2 separate regions of the Rattus norvegicus genome follow, and region 1 is linked to region 2. The links are chromatin contacts, called in public Hi-C maps. All regions are on one chromosome and are shown on one strand. The core of a region is the stretch at or near the end of the contact, and the rest is flanking DNA. Distances in the headings are between cores, read along the strand shown.

Region 1 (5,269 bases), core at 2,622-5,121, 210 kb after region 2:
CCTTTCACCATGTGGACCCAGAGACTGAACTCAGGTCCTCAGGCTTTGTGGCAAGTGCCTTCACCCACTGAGTCATCTTGTCCTAGTACATGTGACTTTTATTGACTCATTATAACAATCCACTCCTGAGTTTTCACATGGCAGGGCCTAACTTAACAAGTTTTTATTCATCGTTTTACTTAACATATTAACATATTATTCAATTTTTTTCTGGGTCAGATTAACTCTCCAACATTTTTATGGGTAGATATCTATAACACCCTCACGGTAAATATATAGAGCAGCTAAGCCTTAAAGAGGTGGAATGAACTCTCCCCAGTTGGTGATGTGGAGGGTCAAACCCAGAGCCTTGCTCATCTTGACAAGCATCTCCCACTGAGCCACATCTGTATCCCAAACTAATTCATAAGTACACAGCAATAGGACCCGGACTCTTCCTAACACTAGAACATGGGCTTCTGACCCTCACAGTGCTACTGTGTTCTACCACAGCCTACTCAACTATTTCTTGGTTGAAAAATCTTCACAGTGTTTCCATTTTTCCTCTCATGGCAAATGCATGAAGGTGTTTCTCTGTTTAACATTGTATCCTTAGATAAGAGTCAGAGACTCAAAATGATGGGCTGGAAATATGTTGTCTTCAGTTTGCAGACTCGATTTCCAAAGTGGGTGATAATGGACGTGGGCTCCCATTAGTGCCCCCCTGAGCATCCTTTTCTTAGAGAACCAGGTTCCTTTGTCTTACTCTATAGTCAAGAGTATCTATTTTATCTGCCCTTAATTTTGACGCATACTGAATTTAATTTCAGAACCTATCTTGCATCTGCATTGAGTGTTCGTCTGTTAATGCCCTTTTCTCATCTCTGAGAATCTCAATGTTCGGTTTTTATTTCCCCTTTAAAACTGCACAGTGTCCCGTGTGGCTGCTGAAAGCAGAAAACATTCCATTGATTTAAAGCTAATTTTAACTTCCTACTTCCTGTTTCTGAGACATCTGATCTGATACTAGAGGGACTCGAATAGCCCTGGAATAGTGGTGCTCAATCTTGACAGGAGTCACCTGCAGAGCTTTAAAAATCACTACTCAGGGGCAGTTCTTGTAACTGGGTAGAACTGCCTAATGTGTAAAGTTGGGATGGGTCCCCAGTTCTTGAAAAATAACATTGGTTCTGGGTCCGACGATCTCTGTTTGAGTTACCACTCTAGGCGTGGGATTTAGGCTGGTTCTGACTTGTCCTTGTGTGTCAAGAGAAATCTCTGTGCCCCAGGAAGCCCTCAGTCAGAGGCAAGCATGTGCAGGTGGTTCCTCTCATTCTGCTGTGAGCCCAAATTGGACCTATTGGTTTCAGAGCTCTCTGGAGCCATTCTGTTCATCTGCCTACAAATGGTCACTCAGAGTGACTCTTGACTCATCTCCAGATTGAGGACTGTTAGCTCAAGGATAGTTAAAAGTTATGATATTAAACAGAGCATAGATAGATAGATAGATAGATAGATAGATAGATAGATAGATAGATGATAGATAGATAGATAGATAGATAGATAGATAGATAGATAGATAGATCCATGACTCATGCTCAAAGCTATCTACAGCAGTAGGCATAGTCCCCTTATGCAAAGATTCATGGGGACCATGACCTCCTTCCAGCCCTTACCAAACGAAAAACAAGACACAGTTAAAACTTCCCTGGGTGACAAAGGCAAAGAGCTCCCATCAGCATCTTTCTGTGTGACACCATCACCACTAAGGTCGTGAAGAAAGGACTCTCCATGTGTGCCTTGGCATCCGTCCTTGGCTGTTCTATGGGAAAATGGCTTGGCAGGGGCAAAGAAGGAGAAGGTCGAAACAGAGGCTGTGCTGAGAACGTCCTGGAACAGAAGATACGCAGGAGGGTTCTAATTATGGTGCATTGTTTGCAGATTAGCACCCAAATCGGATCAGGCTAATTACAGTAATTGATTTGACTGCAGAAGTGCTTCTGTATAATGTCCCGCTGAGATTCTTACTCACTGGACAGTCATTGAATTAATGGGACTCTCTCCAGGTGGATGTACGCCTTCAAGAGAGCCAGAGATGGGAGGGAGCCAGAGCAGAGGGGAAGGGACGGGAGTTAGCCTACTCAGAGGGCTGCCACCCACTCTCTGGTTTTGTTACTCAGGGCCAGTGGACATTAACATCGTGGCCAAGTGCAACGCCTGCCTCTCTAGCCCATGCAAGAACAACAGCACTTGCAGCCAGGATCCGGTGGAGCAGTACCGCTGTACCTGCCCTTACAGCTACAAGGTAAGGCAGGAGGCCCTGCCCACCACTCATGTCCAGATTCTTCTTTTGTCCTGGCTGCAGGGAGAGGCCCCATGCAGCTAGCTGAAGCTCTGTAGAGTAGCCGGGATGACGCTACAATTCACTGTGACCCACCCCCGCCAAGGGACATTCGCCAACCACATCTCTAGTCTCCTCCAAATTGTCTAAGGCTGCCCACCAGACAGCCATCTTGGCTGGGATACTCTGAGATGAGAAGGAAATGCTACCTGTGTGGGTTGTTTTGTTTTGCTGTGAGTCACACAGAGATTGCAACCCAGGTAATTAAAAAAAAATGCCCTCTGAGAAAAGGCATCCCTTGAACCCAGTATCCTGACTGCCTTTTCAGAGAATACAGGGATTAGGGACTCAAAGACTCAATGGTCTGGGGCTTCTGAGGCCACCCACATAGTTGGCAAACTCAACAAAAAGGTGGAGACTACCAGTTCTCTCATCCATTGTACCAGAAACCCAGGCTACTTCCAAGACAATCTTTTCCCCCAGCACAGTCCAGAAGTTAGATTGTGCCCCTACTAATATGTGTAGACTACGTGTCATGCTCTCTGCTTGGCGTCAGGTTCACTCGTTCTCCCAGCAAACCTATGAACAAGGCCTATTTTATAAGCATGCAAACCGAGCTTCCATAGATTTGGGATTAAAACTCAAGCCCATACAGTCCCAAGGCCAATGTCCTTTACCCTGAAGAGGTTCCTGAATAGCTGACCCCTCTTTCAGTGCCTCACTGGGATCAGCAAAGGTGCGACTCAATGCTCTTCCATAGGGTCTGGATGCGCTGGACAAGCCAAGAGTCCAGGGTATCCCGTAGCCCATCTTGTGCACCATCTGCACAGGCTGAGTGACAGGAACACAGCATCCTCATCCATCTTCACGGGACTGTGCCTGGAACAAGCTTCAGAGTGCAGTTTCTAGGGAACAGCTACCTGGTGGCTTTCTCAGCTACTGTCTGGCTGCTAGCAGACGGTGTCAGAGTGCCACCTATCGGCCTGGAGCAAGAAAGCCCAAGGATTCCTTTTAAAACCATCTGTCCCCAAAACCTTAAATGTAGCCTAGAGCCCAAGCACAGAGACTGAGAGTGAGATAATTCAGGCACGAATCCACTGAACCCTGTGCGTATGCGTTCAGTGGAGGGGAAGGAGTCCCAGGCTCTGGAATTACAGAGAAGCCATGTGTAGACTGCAGCCTTGCCATGTGCGAGGTGTAGGTCAATGACCAGTGACTTCGCCTCAGGCTTCTCATCCGGATGCCAGGATGCATCCCACAGGTTGGAAGGAATAGATGTATAACCAGTCACGTGTGCAGTATGGCTAGGAAAGGACCCACTGTATGGGAAGCACTTGATAAGCTGACACAGTCCTATCTTTGCCTTCCCTCTTGCAAGCTGCCCTGCCCCTCATAAGTGGAGCGAGAGATTAGCCTATGGTACTGCTGCTTTCTTTTGGGACTCGGTTCACAAGTGTCAAGGATTTTCATCCACGTTGCTATGCTGCCTTGGGAAACTGGAGATTTCTAAGGGTGCACAGCCATTGCTGTTGGTCTTATGCAAGGCCTGAATGAAGTAATTGGGAGTGTATTATCTCACACAGCGTGCTTAGTCATCCCCAAGACATTATCCTCATCCTTCTCCTCACTTGAAAGGTCAACTGAGATTTGTAAATACAAGTGCTTACCCACAGTCCACCACTCACAAAGCACAGAAGCTAAAGACAGAAATCCTGGTCTTCCCTAGTGAAGGACTCTCCCTACAGCTCACCCTTCCACCTGTAAGAGGAAACTCTCTCTCTCTCTCTCTCTCTCTCTCTCTCTCTCTCGCTCTCTCGCTCTCTCGCTCTCTCGCTCTCTCGCTCTCTCGCTCTCTCGCCGAGCTGTAACAAGTCTAAAAACACATCACGTGCACTTCATCTACCTCGGTGCCAGGCTCAGTAAATATGCCACGTGGCTAACAATCTTGCCACTATTCTGGGATTTAGGAAAGTAAAATATGTCTGATTCTTTCCCTGCCACTGGGCTTCATGCACACATGTTCGGTGGCTCTGAGTAATACTTCCCATGCCTGCCTGTGCCTAGGAATCTTATTAAGATGTAGGTTCTGATTTGTGAGAGCTGGGGTCAGGCCTGAGACGGTATACATTTAACAAGCTCCCAAGGGCTTTCAGGGCTACTAGTCCAAGGGCCACACTTTTACAAGGTTCCTGAGTGGTTCCCCTGCCTCATCTGACACAGAGATTCCAATGAGGGAGCTGCTCAAAGCCTAGATTCTGTCAGAGAGGGGACATGGGGTGGGACAGAGAACAGAGGGAAGAGGACCAAGGAACATCCCAGTTCCCGTAGATTTGAACAAAATGCAGCAGAAGATAATTGAATTGGGCTAATTAGGCACACATTGGAAATGGCGACTGCTTTTCAAGGACACATAAGTGACAGAGATCTTCATCTCCAGTCCCAATTACTATATTCTCAAGGAGTGGAAATGCCTCCTAGATTTCTGTGCTCTGCCTAAAGGTCTAAAAGAGATCCTACGTACCACACCACGTGGGTGTGGGGTGGAGAGTCTGCCCAGGCCAAGGAAGCGGCACTCTGCAAGACCATGAGAGTAGACAGGCCAGATTATAGGCAGGGTTGGAGGCGGTGGTCCCACTGTGTCCTTTCTGAGGTTCTCTTACTCTGTTCTCATAATTATCTCTGTAGTACCACCATCTCCCATGCATGCATCCCTGAACTTTCTAGCATACTCAGCCCTGCCTTAGGCCAGTCATGGTCATCACTGCCGCTTCCTTTACAGGGCTGCATCACCTGGGGGGTATCTTGCAGGCAATGTGATTTACAAGGGTAGTTCATTCCCCCTCAGGGCAGATGGAGATTGAGCATCCTTATATGAAGTGCTCGAGACCAGAAGCCACTCGGATTTCAGGTGTCTCTGGATCTTAGACATATGCATACTAAAATATCTTG
Region 2 (5,615 bases), core at 2,842-5,341:
GGTTCTGGACTGAGAGGGGTCTAGGTGGCCTTCCTGCTGCCTGTGTGTGTGACTGCATGGCATAGTCTCCCCTCCCCACCCCTGTGCTGCAAAGCCCTCAAACTGTGTCTCTGGTCTTGCTAAAGCCCTGCCGCCGCTGCCTCCTCCTCCTCCTCGTCTTCCTCCTCCTCCTTCTTCAGAGACTTCTCTTCATAAGGTGTAGACAGGAGAGCAGCATGTGGGGCTGAACCTGGGTTAGGCAAGGGGTCAGCAGGAGTGACTCTCTGATGAGGAGGGCAGCTAGTTTTTGGCCTGCCTTCAGAATGGCACAGCTCCTTCCTGTAGCCTGAAGCCTTGATCTCTTTATTAATAAACACCGTTAGCAGCCAGGAATCCCATTGTTCCTTTAGCTGAGGTTTAAGCCTCTGCCTTCAAATTTGAGACCCAGGCATCAATAAGGTTTTTAGGAGAACTCTTGCCTTGGACCATGCTACGGAAAACATAGGTACTAATTCCGTTGCAGAAGGCTGGCAGTAAAAATATCCTTTTTCATACCACTGGATGGCCTCGCCTGGGGCCTGTGTTTCTCTTTGTGACTATATCTCCTGAGAGAAAGGGACCAAATCTGCCTTTTTTATGACATTTTCCCTTTCGCCAACCATGATTTAGACGGGTTGCAGTCTCAAACCCCAGGAGAACTGTAGAATAACTCCATTGAACTTAGAAAAAATAAACAGCCAGGGTGGATGCTTGTTTTTCTATTTATATATTTGATTGGGAAGGGTAATGTTCAACTTACATGGAATCTAACTCTGTGTGCTGAACGAGGAGAGGCAGATAAATCATTTATTTAGTGGGCGATTCCACCTGCCATTCTGTCAATGAATGCCCGGTTGAACCCGAGATAGAAAACACAGACCTGTTCCCCACTGCCCTGTTCCGTCCACGCCTGGGGCTTTTTGAGACAGACAGTTACTATAAAATGGGACTGTCCTCCCTTATTACATTCGATAACAGAGGTCAGCAAACCATGATCCTAGGAACATGATCCTGGGCCTGTCCAATTACCTGTCCTTTTAAATTAGGCGTTATTAAAATAATCAGGCACCCTCCTGAATGGGCTACCATAGCAGAGCTGAGAGGCTATTAGCCTGTGAACTAAAACCTTGACAACTTTAAGCAAAGATTTTCCTCCCTCTATATGGCTTCCTGGACTGGGGATGATGTAACAAAATACCACACATAGACTTGTTAACTTCTAAAGGAATGACACATATTTTTCACAGCTCCGAAGTCTGGGAGGTCTGTGATCATGCCTCCAGATGATGCTGTGCTCCCAAGGGCCTGCCTGAATCCTGTTTTGTGGATGGCACCTTCCGAACTGTATTCTCATATAGTACGAGGAACAAGGAAGCTCTCTAGAGTTCTTTCTGCAAGGGCAAGGAGTCCACCCTCTCCACCCCGCAAAGGTCTCATTTCCAAATCTTGGCACATCAGGGATTGGGTTTCAACCTTCTGATTTGGTGGGAGACGCAAACATCTCCAGTACAGCAAAAACCGCCAAATGCTATACCTTCATGGGCAGTTTGAGGGCAACCTGTCTTATGCTTTAGCCTCTGAACCTAACCTAGAGATGGCTCGTCCCCCACTCTGGCACATTTAAATGTGCTGTTTATTTGTGCTTACCTTTCGTAGTCCATTTTGTGTCTAACATGCACGTGGAAGGGGTGTGAGTGTAATGTTTCTCTGGATGGTGGACTAGCTGTAATGGGAGAGGCCATCTCTTTGATAGGCTCCCGGGACTGGGGTAACGCATGGATCCGTCTGTGTGCAGCACAGTATGGAGACTTTGCTGAAGCCCCTGTCCCTTTCTGTGTATCATGACATGCTCTGGTCCTCATGACTTCCTGACCTTTCTGGGGACATGGTGATTGAGAGAGAACCTTAGCTTACTGGGACACGGGCAGGTTGCTGAAGATTTACAAGTGAGATTACAGAACCTAGGGACGTTCAAAATGAAGGGAATCCCATGGTTCAAGTTGTCCGAGGGTACCTGGTTCTGACCGTAAGCTTTTCCCAAAATGCTTCCTCAAAGCACAGAAGGTAGTGCTAGCCCCATAGAATTCTGACTCCAACAATTTGGAGTGAAGGGCGTCGTCTGCACAGGGGCCCCCAAGGACTGGAGACTACTATCGTCTGCCTCTTTCCTCCTCAGCCCAGAGAGATAAATCCAAACTGGTTCATCCGGTGACCAGGCAGACCAAGCACTGGGCCTTCCCCTCAGTCCCTGCAGTGGACCCAGAGCTCATCTGAGCAGAGCTCTGTGGTATTTGCAGGTATCTTCGAGACTACAGCAGGAGAAACAATGATAACCCAGGGCTCCCTGAAGTAACAGAGCTCTGGCCTTTTCCATTCTGGACAAAGCAGAGTCTTTTCACGGTGTGTTGTATACATTAGGCTCATGTTAGGTGTTTTCCCTAGAGCCAGCAGGAGGAAAATCTACTAAGAGAGGGAGAAGAAAAGTAAATTCTCAGCCTTGCTGTCTCTTGCAGCAAAGCAGTTCTCCAAACTTTTACACCACCCTCCCCCCAACTTTCTTTTGTTTGAAAATACCCAGAGAAAGAAGACCCCACCGCACACACCTAAACCTACTTCAGAAGGACCCACAGAGTGTGCCCAGTGCCAAGATCGTGTCTCAGGTGCTCGGGGGACAGTACGCCCTGCCAGCTTGTATTTAACGGCAGTGCCCACGGGCTCTGGCTCTGCCTTCAATCTACAACTGGATCACATCCGCCTACTCCCAGTTGAACGTTTTCCTTTTCTGAGTCTCCTTTACGTCCAGAGACCTATAGCTCACCTTAAGGGCTCCAACGCCCTCCTGTCAGATAGTGACTAGCATCCATAGTGCATCCAACTCTGTATCAGGACCTGGGCAGAGCAGTATGAGGTGCAGGTGACAAAGGAATCTGATCAGGAAGAGAGTGGGGGTGGTATCACTTGGCCACTTGCCTCCTTTCCCAAAGCGATGGATAACAGTTTTCAGGGCAGTTTCCCTCTTGGCCTCTTTCCCAAAAGCAATGATTGCTCCTTACTTCCTTTTCCATTCCTTAGCCCTCCTGGTTGACATCCACTCCCAAACCATTCTGGTGGGAACTCTAAACCCCGGAGCTAATCTCAGTCACGACAGAGGTGACTCTTAGCACCTGGCAGAAAAAAAAAAAAAAACCACCAGCGCCCCAGTCAGATTCTCCTCCTTTCCTGCCTCCTCTTTGGGCCAGCTTTCTGCAGCATCTCCAGGCTGCCCCCTCCTGGCCAAAGAGAGGAATGAGCAGGGGCCCCGTGGGAGTGGAAGGCAGACACCCAGGCTGTCAGAGAGAACCGTGGAGTATCCAGGACCAGAGTCTGCTGAGAGAACACTGTAGAAAATGGCTCTTAATGAGCAGTATTTGCTCTAAGGCTCCCCATGCAGAAGGGGCACCAAGAGAGGCAAGGATCTGTTTCCTCTCTTGTTACACTACTCTTGCAGCCTCTCCACCCATGCTGTCCCTGGATTCTGTTTAGATGTTTAAACACTTGCATGTTTCACATGTGTGTGCTCCGGGGCATAATTACCCTTGTTCTTTGCTTCTCTGTTCTGTGTCCTTACTCTTGGTAATGTAGGTCAAAACCAATGGTAGAGCATGGAGCCTGTAAGTTTTAAACTATTAGTGGCATGGGTAAGAGCATGAAGAAAACTCCCCCCACCCCCTGTGCTTTAGCCAATTGCTTAGAAGACCCTTTCTCTCTAAGGGAAGAGTGACACTCATTTTTTAGTTCCAGAATTCTTTTTTTCTCCACCCAATAAAAGGCTCTGTGAACGAAGATTTCATGAGATCGGGGGGGGGGGGAGGGGGGGCTGCTTCGGTTCAGAGCGGTCTGGCTGGAGATACTCACCCTGAGTCTTCAACTAACCACGCTGAAGGGTCGAGACCAGTGTAGGAAGACCTCAGCCAATCACCAGTGGGTTGTTGACTAACAGATCCCCAGATGCCCGCACCCGAATGATCCAAGGTCCGTGTACTTATAAACCAGCCCCTAGATGTGTGGGATATCATGTTAGACCTGCAGTCCCTGCCATCACCCAGCCTCTCCCCTGGATGTCACTGTTGTGCTGTGTGAGCAGTGCCCGCCCGGGAGCACTTCTGGGACTATGAAAAACTCTCCTTAGGAGCAGCCACCCCTTGGGGCTAGAGAAGGCACCCAGGAAAACACAGGGCAAACCTAGTCTGCAAGCATGTGGGGGAGTCAGGACTCAAAATCCTGGACCAGTAGAACTGTCAGGGCTCAAGCATGACAGTAATACCAAGACTGTCTGGCTCTCTAGTACAAAGAAGCTAGGGCCCAGATAACTGGGATGGGCTGACCCCCTCCTCTGTGGCTCATGCACCCTCCGGGACAAAGGGTTCCAAACAGGCAGCAAGAGGAATTCGCAGTGCTCAGAGCAAGGAGCCAGATCCCAACCCCACACTTGCTATAAACAAGCAAAGGGAACACGGAAAGATTGTTTTACCGCCCCCGCTGCTTTTGCTGTAAGAATGCAGTGAGAACAGTGCATGTGAAGTGTAACACGTAAGGCCTTCAAGAGCAGACGGACTTCCAAGCCGAGAGCCAGGGGAGAGAACTCTTGTCTGTAATCTGCTTGTGAAAATAAACACAAGTCCAGAGATTGGATCGAGTCAGGAGAGATTGGGCTTGGACAGGTGGATCCAAAGATCCTGGTTTTGGGTTTCTGCGAGCCGCCGGCTACCACCACACAAAGTCACAGGCGCATGTGTTTGGATCTACGTGTAAAGAGGAAGCGCCCAAGCTTCGCCTAAAAGAAGTTAGGGGATCCTTTTCTGTGCTGTCTTAGTGTCGATATGTGTGGAATAACCAAGACAAAAACTTAGAACACACGATAAGAGAAGCATATGCCTAGGACTCCAGGCAGGGGGCTAGCACAAGACAAGCCGTATCTAAGAGAGGCCAGAACAGTGTGCCTGTGTTTCCTCAGCCTCCATGATGGTCACCCATCTAGACGCCTTTGGTCTCCCTTTGATTTTGTTCCCTGGGTGATGGTTTTACATCATTAATTACTAAGGCTTCTCCCTGGTGGAAATCTGTGTGGTGTGACTGCATGGCACCAGCTACTGTTCCCAGAGTCCTATTCTTCTACAGGTTGCTGGCCTTATCCTTGTCCCATTACCCACCCAGCACTTACGCATCAAGATGCAGATGGACCTAGGATGCAGATGGCCCAAACTAGGGTAGAGCACCCAGGGTCTCTCCTTCCCTCCAGCATCCTCCAGTCAGGGGTCCCCCACTCATAGGTATTTTATCAGCCACCTTGGGTGGGTAGAGGAGCAGAGAGCAGTCCCCTCTCAGTGTCAAAAGGGGTTTGTTAGGGGACACTGCCCTTTTAGTGTAGGGTTCAAAAGAAAGGCCTACTTGATATTTAAAAAAAAATTTACAAAAATAACTCGGTGGGTGGTGAGTCCAGATTTCCTGTAGACTCTCAATGCGCACAGGGAAGGAGACGCTCCACACACCCCACCCCACCCCCACCTCGAGTTTCCGGTGCGCTCTGGAGCCCTGTGTTTTCTGGGAAAGCTTTTGGC

What was found. Hi-C and Micro-C count contacts between places; a contact is called where the count stands out from the background.
Region 1: a Hi-C map of mammary epithelial cells shows a contact between it and region 2, with 2.5 times the contacts expected there. The contact joins two enhancer-like sites. A contact is called at or near these places in 4 of 12 Hi-C or Micro-C datasets (the A7r5 cell line, Schwann cells, frontal cortex and 1 more) and 1 of 1 datasets of contacts at active chromatin or transcription factors (oligodendrocytes).

What each region holds. Positions count from the first base shown.
Region 1 is chr10:20,617,475-20,622,743 of GRCr8, forward strand. Slit3 (slit guidance ligand 3) reads left to right here. Exons shown (of 36, transcript NM_031321.1): 26 at 2,160-2,284. Among named protein-coding and RNA genes, the nearest start is that of Mir218-2, 48 kb to the left of the region's middle. Within about 2 kb of position 3,872, at least 8 of the 93 cell types and tissues checked have an H3K27ac peak or open chromatin away from gene starts, as enhancers often do.
Region 2 is chr10:20,405,315-20,410,929 of GRCr8, forward strand. The region is part of intron 4 of Slit3 (slit guidance ligand 3); the gene reads left to right. Among named protein-coding and RNA genes, the nearest start is that of Mir218-2, 160 kb to the right of the region's middle. Within about 2 kb of position 4,092, at least 10 of the 93 cell types and tissues checked have an H3K27ac peak or open chromatin away from gene starts, as enhancers often do.